Linked DNA regions of Mus musculus: regions 1, 3, 4 and 5 are each linked to region 2. The links are chromatin contacts, called in public HiChIP or PLAC-seq, Micro-C and promoter capture Hi-C maps. All regions are on one chromosome and are shown on one strand. Each heading gives the region's core, a stretch centred on a gene start, on an enhancer-like site or on the middle of the called end of the contact. The rest is flanking DNA. Distances are from core to core; before and after follow the strand shown.

Evidence for each region. Promoter capture Hi-C pulls out the DNA fragments that hold promoters and counts their contacts. A called contact is a pair of places that touch in the nucleus more often than the background predicts. HiChIP or PLAC-seq counts read pairs in DNA pulled down with a chosen protein or histone mark.
Region 1: a contact with region 2 is called in a Micro-C map of embryonic stem cells, with 5 times the contacts expected there. The contact joins the enhancer-like site here to the promoter of Bmp8a in region 2. A contact is called at or near these places in 6 of 39 promoter capture datasets (the C10 cell line, the HPC-7 cell line, cranial neural crest and 3 more), 1 of 484 Hi-C or Micro-C datasets (embryonic stem cells) and 2 of 9 other capture datasets (adipose tissue and liver).
Region 3: a contact with region 2 is called in a Micro-C map of embryonic stem cells, with 1.8 times the contacts expected there. The contact joins the enhancer-like site here to the promoter of Bmp8a in region 2. A contact is called at or near these places in 9 of 39 promoter capture datasets (the 3T3-L1 cell line, the C10 cell line, the HPC-7 cell line and 6 more), 1 of 484 Hi-C or Micro-C datasets (embryonic stem cells), 10 of 115 datasets of contacts at active chromatin or transcription factors (embryonic forebrain, embryonic hindbrain, embryonic limb bud and 6 more) and 2 of 9 other capture datasets (adipose tissue and liver).
Region 4: a contact with region 2 is called in a promoter capture Hi-C map of second pharyngeal arch cranial neural crest. The contact joins the promoter of Ndufs5 here to the promoter of Bmp8a in region 2. A contact is called at or near these places in 14 of 39 promoter capture datasets (the HPC-7 cell line, cranial neural crest, embryonic stem cells and 8 more), 1 of 15 datasets of contacts at CTCF or cohesin (the NIH/3T3 cell line), 2 of 484 Hi-C or Micro-C datasets (both in embryonic stem cells), 4 of 115 datasets of contacts at active chromatin or transcription factors (embryonic stem cells and memory CD8 T cells) and 4 of 9 other capture datasets (adipose tissue, embryonic stem cells, liver and 1 more).
Region 5: an H3K4me3 HiChIP or PLAC-seq map of embryonic stem cells shows a contact between it and region 2, with 10 times the contacts expected there. The contact joins the promoter of Akirin1 here to the promoter of Bmp8a in region 2. A contact is called at or near these places in 10 of 39 promoter capture datasets (the 3T3-L1 cell line, the HPC-7 cell line, cranial neural crest and 4 more), 1 of 484 Hi-C or Micro-C datasets (embryonic stem cells), 12 of 115 datasets of contacts at active chromatin or transcription factors (bone marrow-derived macrophages, embryonic stem cells, epiblast stem cells and 2 more) and 2 of 9 other capture datasets (embryonic stem cells and liver).

Annotation. Positions count from the first base shown.
Region 1 is chr4:123,623,395-123,626,094 of GRCm38.p6, reverse strand. All of the region lies in intron 1 of Macf1 (microtubule-actin crosslinking factor 1), which reads left to right. Among named protein-coding and RNA genes, the nearest start is that of Mir6398, 8.3 kb to the right of the region's middle. Within about 2 kb of position 1,449, at least 96 of the 459 cell types and tissues checked have an H3K27ac peak or open chromatin away from gene starts, as enhancers often do. A contact at or near this core is called in adipose tissue and embryonic stem cells, where this site is marked.
Region 2 is chr4:123,341,967-123,344,666 of GRCm38.p6, reverse strand. Bmp8a (bone morphogenetic protein 8a) reads left to right here and starts at 1,415. Exons shown (of 7, transcript NM_007558.3): 1 at 1,415-2,283. The coding sequence starts at 1,959.
Region 3 is chr4:123,668,603-123,671,302 of GRCm38.p6, reverse strand. All of the region lies in intron 1 of Macf1 (microtubule-actin crosslinking factor 1), which reads left to right. It overlaps Gm12925 (predicted gene 12925), which reads right to left. Exons shown (of 4, transcript NR_136925.1): 3 at 2,588-2,679; 4 at 93-384. Among named protein-coding and RNA genes, the nearest start is that of Gm12925, 4.1 kb to the right of the region's middle. Within about 2 kb of position 1,427, at least 39 of the 459 cell types and tissues checked have an H3K27ac peak or open chromatin away from gene starts, as enhancers often do. A contact at or near this core is called in embryonic stem cells and hippocampal neurons, where this site is marked.
Region 4 is chr4:123,716,902-123,719,601 of GRCm38.p6, reverse strand. It overlaps Ndufs5 (NADH:ubiquinone oxidoreductase core subunit S5), which reads left to right and starts at 1,416. Exons shown (of 3, transcript NM_001030274.1): 1 at 1,416-1,489.
Region 5 is chr4:123,749,016-123,751,715 of GRCm38.p6, reverse strand. It overlaps Akirin1 (akirin 1), which reads left to right and starts at 1,417. Exons shown (of 5, transcript NM_023423.3): 1 at 1,417-1,768. The coding sequence starts at 1,552.

The DNA of each region.
Region 1 (2,700 bases), core at 200-2,699, 280 kb before region 2:
CAGTTCTGACTTTGATTTTTTTTTTTTTCATTATTAGTGATTATTGAACCTAGGGTCACACACTGCTGGGTAGGTACTCTGTCACTGAGCCATATTCCTATATCCTTACCCCCTTAAACTATTTATTTATTTATTTAAAGACAGAATCTCATCGTGTACCCCTGGCTGGCCTGGAACTTGCTATGTGGCCAAGGCAGGCCTTGACTTTGTAATCTTCCTGTGCCAGCCTCCTAAGTAGTGGTTGATTACAGTCCAGGCCACTAGGCAGCTGATGATAGTGTTGCTTTTAGTTTCCATTTTTAGCTCCATTTCATACTTGATGAAATAGAAGATCAGAAAGACATAGTGACATGCCCAAAGATACACAGCTGACTGGCAGCAGATCTACATACCATTTACATGGACTCTTAACCATTCTGCTGTGGTCAGTTGCTCAGGAGGCTTTTGCATTAACTTCTTCCTAGACTCTTCTTTGGTATTGGGTGTGGCTCAAATACAGACAAGCCAAAGCGGTGTAATGTGTGACTCCGCCCCTGTTGCTCTTCACCTTGAACCAGCATCAGAACTACCTGGAGGGCTTGTTAAAAAGATTGCTGGGTCCCACCCTGGTTCTGGCTCATTGTGCACCGAATCACGGGTGGGGCTTGAGAATTTGCGTCTGTTTTGAGTTTCCAGAGTTGCTGGTGCTGCTAATTGGGGACCACTGCTGTAGAGTACTGAGCTTAAGATGGGGACCACTGCTGTAGAGTACTGACCTTAAGATGAGGCAGCCAATGGTATAGAGGGTTGCTGAGGTTAGATGGGAGTCAGGCTGTCCAGGTTGGAGTCTCGGCCTTGCTACTTACTAACTGCACTTGGGCAAATACTTGAGTATTCATGTACTTTGGTGTTCATCTGTAGAATGTTTTGCTGATAGTATCTACATTGTAGGATTCTTAAGATCGAATGAAATAGTATGTGTAAAGTGCTTGAAGTATGGGACCTTTCTTTCCTACAACAGTGATGAGATATGTTCTTTGTTTTGTAAACTTTAGGGTCTAGTTCTTAGACTAATAAGGAGTAAAACTGTGAATCCAGGTGTCAGATGGTACAATTCTGACTGGTCAGGTGTGCAGTGGAGCACCAGGAAGGCAGTGAGACGAGGAGGAGGAGGAGGAGGAGAAGGGGTGAGTGGGGCTAGAGATGCTGGCATGCGGGAGCTGAGAAAGGTGGGGTTGTCAGTGGTTTGAGTTTTACTATCAGAGAAATTCCAAGAAAGCAAGGTGCCGGCACACAGTTTGTCAGAGAGATAACTTTCTCTTCCTCTCAGCAGATTTAGCTCTGGTATCTGGTTTTAAGGTGGCTGGCAGCGTTCGCTTCTTTTGGAGAACAATGGCTAAGGAAATGGTTTGCTGCTAGCTTCTGGGGCTGGCTCAGCAAGCGGCCTTTATCCTCCACAGCTGCTGCACATACTTTTGATTCTTGCTGAGAAAGGCAGTTGTTAGGTTTGGAAGTTTTCAGATTCCAGAGCCAGCTGGACAGCTGACCTTCTGGTAGCTGTTTCCCAGACTGCCATCTCTCTGTCGCCTCTTCTGGGTCCCCCTTTTTTGACTTTGGAAAGATGATCTATATTTAGTGAGTAAGACAGTTAGAAGGTTAGGGGAGACCATGGATGGGTATTTGAGCCTAGGACAAGATGTATCCTGTACCCAGACTTTAACCCTTTCATCCTCAAATGACCACTTAAAGTGCTTAGGAATGTACCTCTAGCTCATGGCAGTGTTTATTTTTGGATGCCCTGAATAAAATATTTGGGGGGAAGAAGTAGGAAGATGTTCATGTCACTCCATTTATGGCCAAGCAATGCTAGGTATTCTACAGAAGGAGCCATAGAAACAGGGATGGAAAGAACTCTGCATTGTGACTGTTCACCTTTCACTCAGAGATGATTAGGGATACCTTGTGAGGCACCAGAGCAGAGCAAGTATTTCTTAGACTCACATGAGCACCAGCTGCTTTTTCTGGGCATCATCTTCTCTCCCAGGCTGCTGAGTCACCACCTAGGAATGGCTCGGAATGGCAGTAGCCAGGTTGCCACCTGGAGCACCTGGAGAGTTCTTGGCATACTGCACTGTTGGTTTTGGTCTCCTAGACACAGATCGGGCCTCTTCAGCTCTTCGAATCATGGGCTGAGACTTAGCTCTCCTTCCAGCTTGTTCCAGGAGGCACTGACCTACTTTTCAGGGACAATTAAGTGTTTGTGAGCATTGGAAGGCGGTGGCCAAAGCGAAGGTTGAACTAGAGTTACATTAAACAAACATTGGGAGTTTCTTTTTCCATCACACACACCAGGGCCTGTCTCCATTCAAATGGAAAGGCAGGCTAGGCTGATGGGGGCCAGATTCCAGGTGCTTATCTAGATGGCCACCCAACTCTTGAATTCTTGTCTTGTCAGTACACTTTAATATTAGAAGTTTCCTTTTGAAATCACACACTCATTGTCTTTTTAGAACAAGGTTAAGAAGCTAGTGAATTGGCTATTAAGAGACAAAAGTACTTTTAGGTGACACCGTCTGGTTTATTTGTAGCATCAGTGAGATGATGCAAGCCTCTTCTCTCCGTACAGGACTAGAAGAATAAGCTAGCTAGGAACCTGGATCTTAGGGAATAAGTAAATCGTTTCTGTAGACTTGACTTTCCTTATAAGGCAAGAGATTAAGA
Region 2 (2,700 bases), core at 166-2,665:
CAACCATCCATAATGAGATCTGATGCCCCTTCCTGGGGTGTCTGAAGACAGCTACAGTATACTTAAATACAATAAATAAATAAATCTTTAAAAAAAGAGAGAGAGAGAGCAGAGTTGGCCAGAGCAAGAGGGGTTGACCAGAGCAAGTAGAGGTCCTAAAAATTCAATTCCAAACAACCACATGAAGGCTGACCTGAGGTAAAGTGCTTAGCACTCAGGTTTCCCGGTTTTTTGTTTGTTTGTTTGTTTGTTTTGTTTTGTTTTAAGCCTTTGTGGGGCACAGTAGCACATGCCATAATCCCAGAGGCAGGGATAGGCAGGCATATCTATGAGTTTGAGGCCAGCCTGTTCTATAGGTCAAGTTCCAGGTCCGCCAATGCTACATTGTGAGAACCTACCTCAGAGCGGGGCAGGGCTGGTATAGAAATCTGGAGAAGACATTCAGAAATAGCACCTCCCAAGGGGAAGGAAAAAAACAAGCTATCGGTCTTAGACCTCAAGTGGCTGAAGGACAGAATGTATTCGGTGTCTACTGTATCTTTACATCCTTCAGTGATGTTACCGATATGGACCAGAGGTGCAAGGAGCTGGGCGCCATTGCCCTCGTATCAAACTCCAGACCGCAGGTGGAAACAGATCCAAGACCCCCTGGATCTGGAGCCCAGTCAACCCTCAGCGCTCTTGTTTGTTCAGGAATGTGAAGATTAGGCAGGTTGAGGTTGTCACTCCCATCCCGTGTGACAGAACTTGAAGGAAGGGGGATCATCGTGATCTGTGAACAGAATTTCTCAAAAATTATTTTGTTAATAAATTGCTTTGTGTAAGCTAAGAAAGAAAGAGAGGGGTAAAAAAAGGAAGAAGAAAAGGAAAAGAGGCAGCTGTGTGCCTATAGTGGCTTGTAAACACTAATAGGTCTGAAAGCCCTGTTACCTGTCATTATGACACTCCCAGTCTTGACACAGCCAGTCCCTCTGCTGGGTGCTTTCCTCCTACTGACTTCCGTCTTTCCTGTTCTATTCCTTCCAGCCTCCCGGAGCTCTTTCGCTGCTCCACTTGAGCCACACCAACACCTTTATGGTCTGTATCAGTGCTGTGGCAGCCGCCTTGGGAGGCCGGAGTGCATAAAGGGGCGGAACCAGTCAGGGAGTTTTTGCAAGGTCTCTTTCTTGCAAGCCCCTGGGGAGTTGTCACAAATGAGATAAGCGAAGGTGACCCTACTTCAGGAGGCTCAGAGCCCTATCCTGGGTTGGATCTACAAAGGGAACCGCTGGGTGAAGAAGAAGTCTGGAGCGGAGGAGTAGCGGGGGCTGGGCCCTGGTTCCTGCTGGCAACGGAATGTGTGCCCCACCCTCGCTGCACTGCTGGCACCCGCCCCGCCCCGACGGCCGGAACTAGGGGCGCATGCAGAGACTTCCAGAGCAGAAGGTGAGACACTACGGGTCCTACCGCTGCTCCGGGACTCAGGATCCCACCCTGGTGCCTGCTTCAGAGGCCCCAATGTCTCCTCGTGTAGCCAGGTATGAGCCCCGGAAGCTGGATGGGGACCCAAGACACCCTTAAAGGCCTCTCTTCAGCCCGTTCGTTCCCACCTACGGGTGCACCAGGCGGCTCCCACCACTTCGCGCACAAGTAGTAGTGCGACCATCCCCAGGCGTCTTTCCGCACTCGGACCCGCCCCCGTGATCCCATTGGCTGGTCGGGGAAGGGGCGGGGCCGAGGAAGAGCGCTCGGCGGTCTGAGCTGCCACCAAAGTCCTCCTGCGGACACTCGCAAGTCAGCGCCGTGAGAGCCCACGTTGCTCTGAGGGACCTACCGACGCGGCGATCGCCTGCCGAGTGCGTGGTGAGCAGCTGCTGTAAAGCTGCCAGCGACAGGTGCGCCGTCTGGTCCTCCCCGTCTGGGCGTAGCGCCCGAGCCCGACCAGCTACCAGTGGATGCGCGCCGGCTGAAAGTCCGAGATGGCTATGCGTCCCGGGCCACTCTGGCTATTGGGCCTTGCTCTGTGCGCGCTGGGAGGCGGCCACGGTCCGCGTCCCCCGCACACCTGTCCCCAGCGTCGCCTGGGAGCGCGCGAGCGCCGCGACATGCAGCGTGAAATCCTGGCGGTGCTCGGGCTACCGGGACGGCCCCGACCCCGTGCACAACCCGCCGCTGCCCGGCAGCCAGCGTCCGCGCCCCTCTTCATGTTGGACCTATACCACGCCATGACCGATGACGACGACGGCGGGCCACCACAGGCTCACTTAGGCCGTGCCGACCTGGTCATGAGCTTCGTCAACATGGGTGAGTGCAGGGCGTCAGGGATCCGGATGGGGCGGTAGGTGGAGGAGAGGGTGGCCGCCTGTCGGGGGATGATGCCCTCGGGTAATACAAGGCCCCTGGGACAGGGAGCCATGGTTCAGTAAAACCACAGGGAGGGGCGACTGCAGGAGATCAGGATTGGAAGGTCCGTTTTTTGCGCCTGTGCCCAGGGTCTTTGCCCCACTAAGGCACCCAGGAGTTGGGATCTGGAGATGTCCAGGTCCCCTAGGTAGCATCGGAAAACAGTCCTGGGTATACTGATGAGTAACCAGACCGTGATGCTGTCACTGTGATAAACGCAGCCCTGAAGAGAGGGAGGGACAAAGTTCAGTGTGGAAACCTGTGGTCATATCAAAATGACCAGAGCTGACCCTCACGCCCGGACAGCGGGCTCTTTCT
Region 3 (2,700 bases), core at 178-2,677, 330 kb before region 2:
GGGCCCTCTGTAACTACTGATCCGTTCTGAATGCCAGCTATATGCCTTGTGTGGTGCATGCTGTTGTGAACCACAATGGTCAAACTGAGTTTAAGAAGCTGATGTTCTATAGTAAACAGACAGACACCTGGAGAGTTCAGGACCTCGCCTGAGGTCTCTCAGCCAGCAAGGGGCCAAACTGGGAAGGATTCTAGCTCTGCCTAAGGCAACTACTGCCTTTACAGTGCTTAGTAAGATAATGACCAGAAACATGTGTGTAGCACTTCATGGTTCACGAGTGTCTTCACATCCTTTCTATGCACTCTGTGAAGACAGGCCTGGGTGGCTGAGGCATTCCACACTTCTTTGGGACAGCTTCTTGTTGAGGGTCCTTCCTCTTGTTCTCTGGAGGGAGGATGGGAGATGGCAGTGACTCTGAGAAGTCAGAGAAGGCCTAGGGAGAGGCTAAGAAGGTGAGACTTGGCCAGTTGCTATGGTTACCCAGCCATCTGGGTAACCATTTTGAGGGTTGCTATGGTGATGGGCTGCTGGGTGGCAGGGAACCTTCTTCCTGGGTGGCTGGCACCATCCAGGCTTTTGAGATGAGGGATATTGCACTTTTATAGCAGAAGAGGATAGCACAAGAGGCAGGCAAAGTCTAGCTGCCCTGAGGAGACTAAGGGACTTAGGGTAAAACTTAGGTTTCCAAGGCAGAAAGCAACTTTGTCTAGGACTGGCCAAAGGGGGAGGGACTGACCTAGAGGTGGGACTCCTAAGACTGAGACTAGAACCTGGCCGTTTGCTTCCAACCAAATGATCAATCTGAGCAGTCCCTGCTGCTCCTGCTACCAATTTCTACAGGGGAATGTAAAAGACACACCATGTAAGACACAGCAGATAGTGCCATAAAGAGGAATAGAGTACACACACACACACACACACACACACACTCACACACATCACACCTTACTAGCAGATGTATTTATAGAGCATCAGTTCACACACAGAAAATAGAGCTGCTTAAGCCAAGTTGATGAAGTGTTGGAAGGAAGTCTCCTAGAGGTTGAGGAGGGGACGGGGACAGGATTTCGCACTTCCCTCTTTCTGAATATGAAGTAGCTCCAGTTCTTGACCACTGAGTAAATACTGTCTGCTTGTTTGTTTGCTTGCTTGGTTTGTTTTGTTTTGTGAGATGGCGTCTAACTATGTAACTCTGGCTGTCTTGGAACTATGTAGACCAGGCTGGCACACTGAGAGTGCCTCAGGAGTGCTGGTATTAAAGGCATGTACCATGACACCCAGCTCCTGAACTAACAAGGTTCTCCATGTAACAGCCTTGGCTGTCCTGGAACTCGATTTGTATACCAGGCTGGTTTCAAACTTACGGAGACCCACGTGCCTCTGGATTACACGCTGGGCTTACAGGCCTGCTTGACTCCCACTCAGCTAAAAGGTGGGGTTGTTAAAAAGAGCTGCCTGGGCCAGTTAAAACCGGCTTCATGCGCTGCCAGGAGTTTCCCTCTAGGCTTTCAGGAGTTGGAGATGCAGGGAGTGGATTTTTTAGGCAAAGGATTAGAGTTTGGTTCTGGGGAAAATGCTGCCCACAAAGTATGAGGCCATGAGAAATAAATATACTATTTGTGTGAGTGTGTGTGTCTGCTTGAGCTGGGACTGAATGAAGCTCTCTGCATGCTAAGGACGTACTCTACCACTGAGCTACAACCCAGCCCAAAGTTTTTAAATACTGTAGCCTAGTCAAAAGCCACAGACAGCTCAGTATTTTAAGATCGTCTGTCTCATTCACTCATTTATTTTGTAGTCGATCAAAATTTTAAACATTCAAGAGTGTCCTAAATATACAGTGTTGTTTGCCATATGCTGAGGACCTCAGGCACCCTCACATACAAAAGCCCCAGGGCTTACCGAGCTAATGCTATAGGAAGGCTGAAAGACAAGCTGGTCAGAGCTAGAGAGATGGATCAGTGGCTAAGAGCACTGGCTGCTTTTGCAGAGGACCCAATTCAATTCCCAGCATGCACGTGGTGTCTCACAATCATCTGCATTGCCAGTTTCAGGGGATTCAAAGCTCTCTTCGGATTTCTGTAGGCACTATTTTGTACACATACATCCATGCAGACAAAACATTCCTGCATATAAAATTAAAACAAAAAAAACTACTTAAAAAAAAAAAAAAGGCAAGCTGGCAGTGCATGCCTGTAACTGAGGCTGAGGCAAAAGGACCTCAGGGTCAAGAGCAGCTTTTGGAAACTTTCAAAGGAAGAAGTGAGAAAGACCCTGCCTCAAAGAAACAAGAATAAGGGTTGATGAAGAGAACCAGTGCTCACACCTTGTCACCTCCTCTCCGTGCCTATGCCTTGGCATTCATACACATCAAAATGCATGAAAAAGAAATAAAAATGTAATATGGAAGAAAGAAAAGAGGCAGTGTGGTGGCACAGGCTTGTAGTCTCAGGCACCCAGGAGGCTCGTAAATGAATTATCCTTAAGCAGAGAGGCTAACAGGGGAATTGCAAGTTCAAAGCTGGCCTGGGCAATTTAGAGAGATACTGTCCCACAATAAAAGGCGGCTGGGTATGGTGTTGAATACCTTTAATACCAGTATCCAGGAGTCAGAGGCAGGTGATCTCTGTTAGTTCCAGGCCAGCCTGGTCTACATTGAGAGTTCCAGGGAAGCCACTGCTGCAAAACAAACAAACAAAC
Region 4 (2,700 bases), core at 167-2,666, 370 kb before region 2:
TGAGTATGGTTCACTACTTCCATAATGAGCCAATATTTGACTGGACACAGGCTGAGTGCTCAGAAAACTTTAATTGAACTGAAACCAGTTTCATATGGGACATCCAGCCGATGGAAGGGGGTGAGTGGAGCAAGTTGGAGTGATTGAATGAAATTAATAAATTGTGGACTCTCTTACTAGGGTTTCTATTGCTGTAAAAAGACTTGTGACCATGGCAACCATTTAATTGGGGCTGGCTTACAGTTTCAGAGGTTAGTCCACTATCATCATGGCAGGAAGCATGGCAGCATGCAGGAAGGCATGGTGTTGGAGAAGGAACTGAGATTTCTACATCTTGATCAACAGGCAGCAAAAGGAGACTAATCCACACTAGGCTTGACTTGAGCATAGGAGACCTCAAATCCCTCCCCAAAAGTGACACACTTTCTCCAACAAAGCCACACATACTCTCACAAGGCCACCCTTCCTAATAGTGCCACTGCCTATGAGGCAAGCATTCACACACGTGAATCTATGGGGGCCATTCCTATTGAACCCACCACATGGACTTCGGGAATTTTCTCCAGAAACTGTTCATTCGCAGGCACAGCATCTGTCTTATAGGCCAGGCCAGCCTTGAACTCAAGAGGATACATCCTCCTGTCTCAGCTTTCTGATTGCTTTGGTGCAAATGTCAGCTAATACATCAAAGAACGTTTTCATCATGTCACAGTATAAAGAAGTCCCTATAGTAACTCTATAGCTGTTTGTTTGTAACAAGATCTCACTATGTAGCCTTAGTTGGCCTAGAACTCATAGACATCCACCTGTTTCCGTTTCTTAATTTCTGTGATTTAAAGGCCTGAGCCACCACGTTAGGCACTATTATCTTTCTTTTAAGATTTACTTTATGTGCGAGAGTTTTGTCTTCATGTATGTGCACCATGTGTGTGCTCCTGGTATTGCTGAGGTTAGAAGAACTATGTTGGGTCCCCTGAATCTAGAGTTAAACCGAGGACCTCTCCCAGATCAACAAATGCTCTTAACCTCTGAGCTGTCTCTCCAGCCCGGCTATTATGTTTATTACCAAAAAGGGAAACTGCCACCGTGAAACTGGGAAACAGTCACACAAGTTTTGGGGTCACGGCACACGAGCTTTAATCACCACATTTCCTTGGGGTGAGGGAAGCACTACTCTTTCTCGAGTGTGACCTTGCTCAAGTAGCACAACAATCAACGGTCACGACAGTGCTGAAAGGGAGAACTCACTACCGGGCGCAGTAGTATGGGGAAAGTCGGTTTATCAGCTGTCAGCGTCTGGAGGCTGGGCTGCTTGCTGCGCAGGCGCAGACCCGCTGTGCTTGGTTTCTACAGTTCCTCGGCCGGTGGTTGATTTACGGCGTCGCTCTGGAGATGTCGTGCTGCGGGCGTCCTTTACGGCAGGCGTCTGCGTCCTCCCGCAGCCGGCGGTCGGGAATTGCACCAGGGACCTGACAAGGGCACTGCAGAGGTGCGGTAGGCGCTGCTGTGTCCGCACAGCCAAGAAGTTTCGTTCAGGATTAGCTCCTTGACACATTTCCTCTCTCTGTGGGTGGCCCAGGTCTGGGCGTGTCCTCCTGCCTTCCCTTCACCCCGTAACTAGGTCGTCACCCCCACCCCCGGCCCTCCGGAGCAAATCCACCGTCTGCCGGACTCCTGCCTTGGCCTCCTTCCTACCCTGACATCCCGCTCCTTTTTGTTTTTGTTTTGAGACAGGGTTTCTCTGTGTAGGCTGGAATTCACTCTGTAGACCAAGCTGGCCTTGAACTCACAGAGAAGCATCTGCCTCTGTCTTCCAAGTGTTGAGATTAAAGGCGTGCACCACATCCTGATTTTGGTCCCCAGAGCCCTCTACTTTCTTCCTGTTGTGCACTTGGCTCAGCAGCCGCTCCAGAGCCTCTGTCCGTCCTCATTGTCATAACTTCTGTTGTCTATGTTTGTGTGTGTGTGTGTGTGTGTGTGTGTGTGTGTGTGTGTGTGTGTGAGAGAGAGAGAGAGAGAGAGAGAGAGAGAGAGAGAGAGAGAGAGCGAGAGAGAGAGCGATGTAGATCCTCCTCTGGGACTTTTTCTATTCTCCCAATGGCTTCCTCCCCCGAATTCTTACTCAGGTTCCCAGTGTGGGTCTCCAGTGCTTATGATGAGCCGTTTCCCCCATTTGCCTCTGACATACACAGTAAATGACTAAAAGAATGGGAGGGAGCTTTATAAATTAAATTCACCTAAATGTCCGCGTACAGGATGGTTTTGATGTGGGTGCTGCGCTTGCTTTCCATTCTTAAGCACATTTGTCGTTTGGGATTATTTTGTTCTATGTCAACTTTACTATGTATTTTCCATATGTTCTTTTTGCTTAATGTATGTCATATTCTACTGAGCACCAGAATCTATCCACTGCTTTATAGTTGTACGTGTAAGTTGTTTGAGATTTCCTGATTTTTTTTATTTTTTTACAAAATTTTAATTTGACTTGTTCATTTATTTTTAGCAGTTAACTAGCATCTGCTCGATTTTGCTCTCAAAACAAAAGCAGTAGGAAAAACATAGAAGTAAATAGACTGTTACAGTAATGGACGAAGTACTTTTGGGGGGGGGGGTTCGAGACAGGGTTTCTCTGTGTAGCCCTGGCTGTCCTGGAACTCACTTTGTAGACCAGGCTGGCCTCGAACTCAGAGATCTGCCTGC
Region 5 (2,700 bases), core at 168-2,667, 410 kb before region 2:
TTTTAAATTCAGTCATTTACCACCAAGATAATTGTGAGGTTTTTTTTTTTTAAAAAAAACTCTAATGTTTTATTTCTAGATTTTAGTTTAAACCACGTTACATCTATATTGACAATAAATGTGCTAAAATAAACTTAACATGGGTAATGTGCCTAGGGAGGCTTGAATCCCAATATGGCAAAACAAACAGAAAACCAGCAATTTGGTATGCTGTGCTGTCTTATATTTTACAGAAATAAATGTGAAAGTATATGACCTATGTTATGATCTTTAAAGAGTTTGTAGAAACGGAAGAGGACTCAGAGAAAAGCAACCAAAACGAACAGGAGGAGAAGGAAGAAGAGGCGGAGAAGGAGGAGGAAGATTGGAGATAGTATGCCTTTATTGTCTAACCCCAAGTGTGTTGAAGTACTGTGACAGCCATCTTGGCAATTAGAAATGAGTATCTAAAATTTGGACTGTTCTAGAAAAATCTGTTACAGAGATAATGTTAAAGCCAGATTACAGGAATCACAGCCACTAATATACAAATAATTACAGAAAGGCTTTGAATGTGGAGGTGTTGTTCTGATGACTCTATTGATGTATTTGAAAGCACTGGAGTTACTCCCCAGGAAAATTACAACCAGAGTTCCCTAAAGCAGAACCTCCCTGTTTTCTATTCATTTGCTGAATATCAAAAGCATTTTCCAGCCAACAGTACGGCAGAGAATCTCGATTGACCCGAGGAAGAACCAGTCTGAGTTGCCAAGTCGGATGAGGAAGCCAACTGCCAAATCAGCTATCAGGGGAAGTTCCTAACACCCTGGTATCACTTGGTTAGACAGTTTAAGCCAGTGAGTTTTCTGGTAGGATTGTTTTTTGTTTTTTTTTTTTTCCTTTTAATCCTTTTTTGCGTAACACATATCCATTTAGTGATCCGATTAATGGCCGGGTCATCTATCCCCAAAATACATTCATTTGTAACACACCTCCCCTTCCAATTTTGCCCATGATTGCACAGGGTTCGTGGATTAAATAAAGTCTATCCTTAGATAACCCGGTTATGTTTGTGAAGATTTCCTGGGACTCAAGACAAAATCCTTTGATAACCCTTTAGAATCACCTCTTTTATCGGTCACGCGGCCAAGGGAACCCCGGTCTCCCAGGGTCTCTCCCATCCCCCGCCCCCGAGGCCCCTGCCGCGCAGGTGCGAAAGACCTCCCAGGCCACTCCGGCAGAGAGCGTGAAGGGGGGGGCCCTGGGAGGGGCGGGGGCGGGGGTGTTGCTAGGCGACCACGCTCTCCGCCCAGACCGGCCTACTTCTTCCGCAGGGGGCGCCATGGGCCGAGCCCAGGCTCGCGGGCCTCCCGGATCGGCCCTTTTCCGACTTCTTCCCCTCTGCCGGGCGGTGGCGCACGCCCGTGACGTCACAGGAGGCGGGGCCAGCGCGGCTGCCGGGTGCCGGAGGCGCCATTGGAGCCGGCTTGGCTTGGGAGCCGTAGCTGAAGAGTTGGATCCAGGGCAGTCCTTGCTGCCGCGTCTGCGTCTGGTCTCTGGCCCTTCCGCGGGATGGCGTGCGGGGCGACACTGAAGCGGCCCATGGAGTTCGAGGCGGCGCTGCTGAGCCCCGGTTCCCCGAAGCGGCGACGCTGCGCCCCTCTGCCCGGCCCCACTCCGGGCCTCAGGCCCCCGGACGCCGAGCCGCCGCCGCTTCAGATGCAGACGCCGCCGGCGAGCCTCCAGCAGCCTGCCCCACCCGGCAGCGAGCGTCGTCTTCCAACTCCCGGTAACCTGCGCTGCTGCTGCGGACTTGGCAGGAAGCCAGGCCCGGGCGTGGGGGGCGGGGAGGGTGCGGGGGTCGTGGACACCGGCCGAGATCACCTCCGCACCCCATATCGGCCTTGGGAGAAAAAGGAACTGGGGTGCTGCTGGGCCCGGTTGCTTCCGGGGACGAGAGACATCCGGGAAGGGCAGTGACCCCACAGTGTCGGTTTTCGGGTTTCCTGGAGCTGGAGAGTCTGAGGGGTGGGCACCAAAATGAGGTGGGGATACCCCAGACCGCCGAAGGCTCTTGGTGTCCCTGAAGCCCCTCCTGCCTCCGCTTGTGCGGAACCTCCCGGGAGATCCAGTGGGCCATGGAAAATTGGATTCTGCTCACGAACCCAGCCATGAGTGGGGCGGGAGACGGATAGAGGGGAAGGGGCGTGAGCGTATGTAGCGCCGCAAGGTGCTTTTAGGAAGACTTGATTTCTAGAATTCTTTAGGGAGCAGAAGCCATGGAATGCAATTTCAACCAGACTATTTCTTAAGAGACGGACTGACCTTGTTTTATCGTGTGGCTATTGTCTTGTTTCGGGTATGGCTTGAAGTGGGTAGTTGGTTGGCTAGTATTTGAGAATCCTTAAGTATACAGAGATTCTGTACTCAAAATTCAAATATCTAATACAGTGACTCGACTTGAGTAAGGCACTTCGTTTTAGACAAGGCAAAAAGAAGGACTCATGGGGCAGTAAAGATGCCTATCATATTGCAGTAGGAGGAGGGAACGCGCTTCAGCACCCATATTCAGCAAATTAGAGGGATCCCAGAAATAATCCCTCAAAAGTGGATTTGGCCAAGTTGTTTCTTTGTTTTCTTCTTATTGTTGTTCCTCAAGCATTAGGAAAACCTGCAGTCCCTTTAAATCATTTTTCCCCCTTACATCTTGCAGTCTCTAGT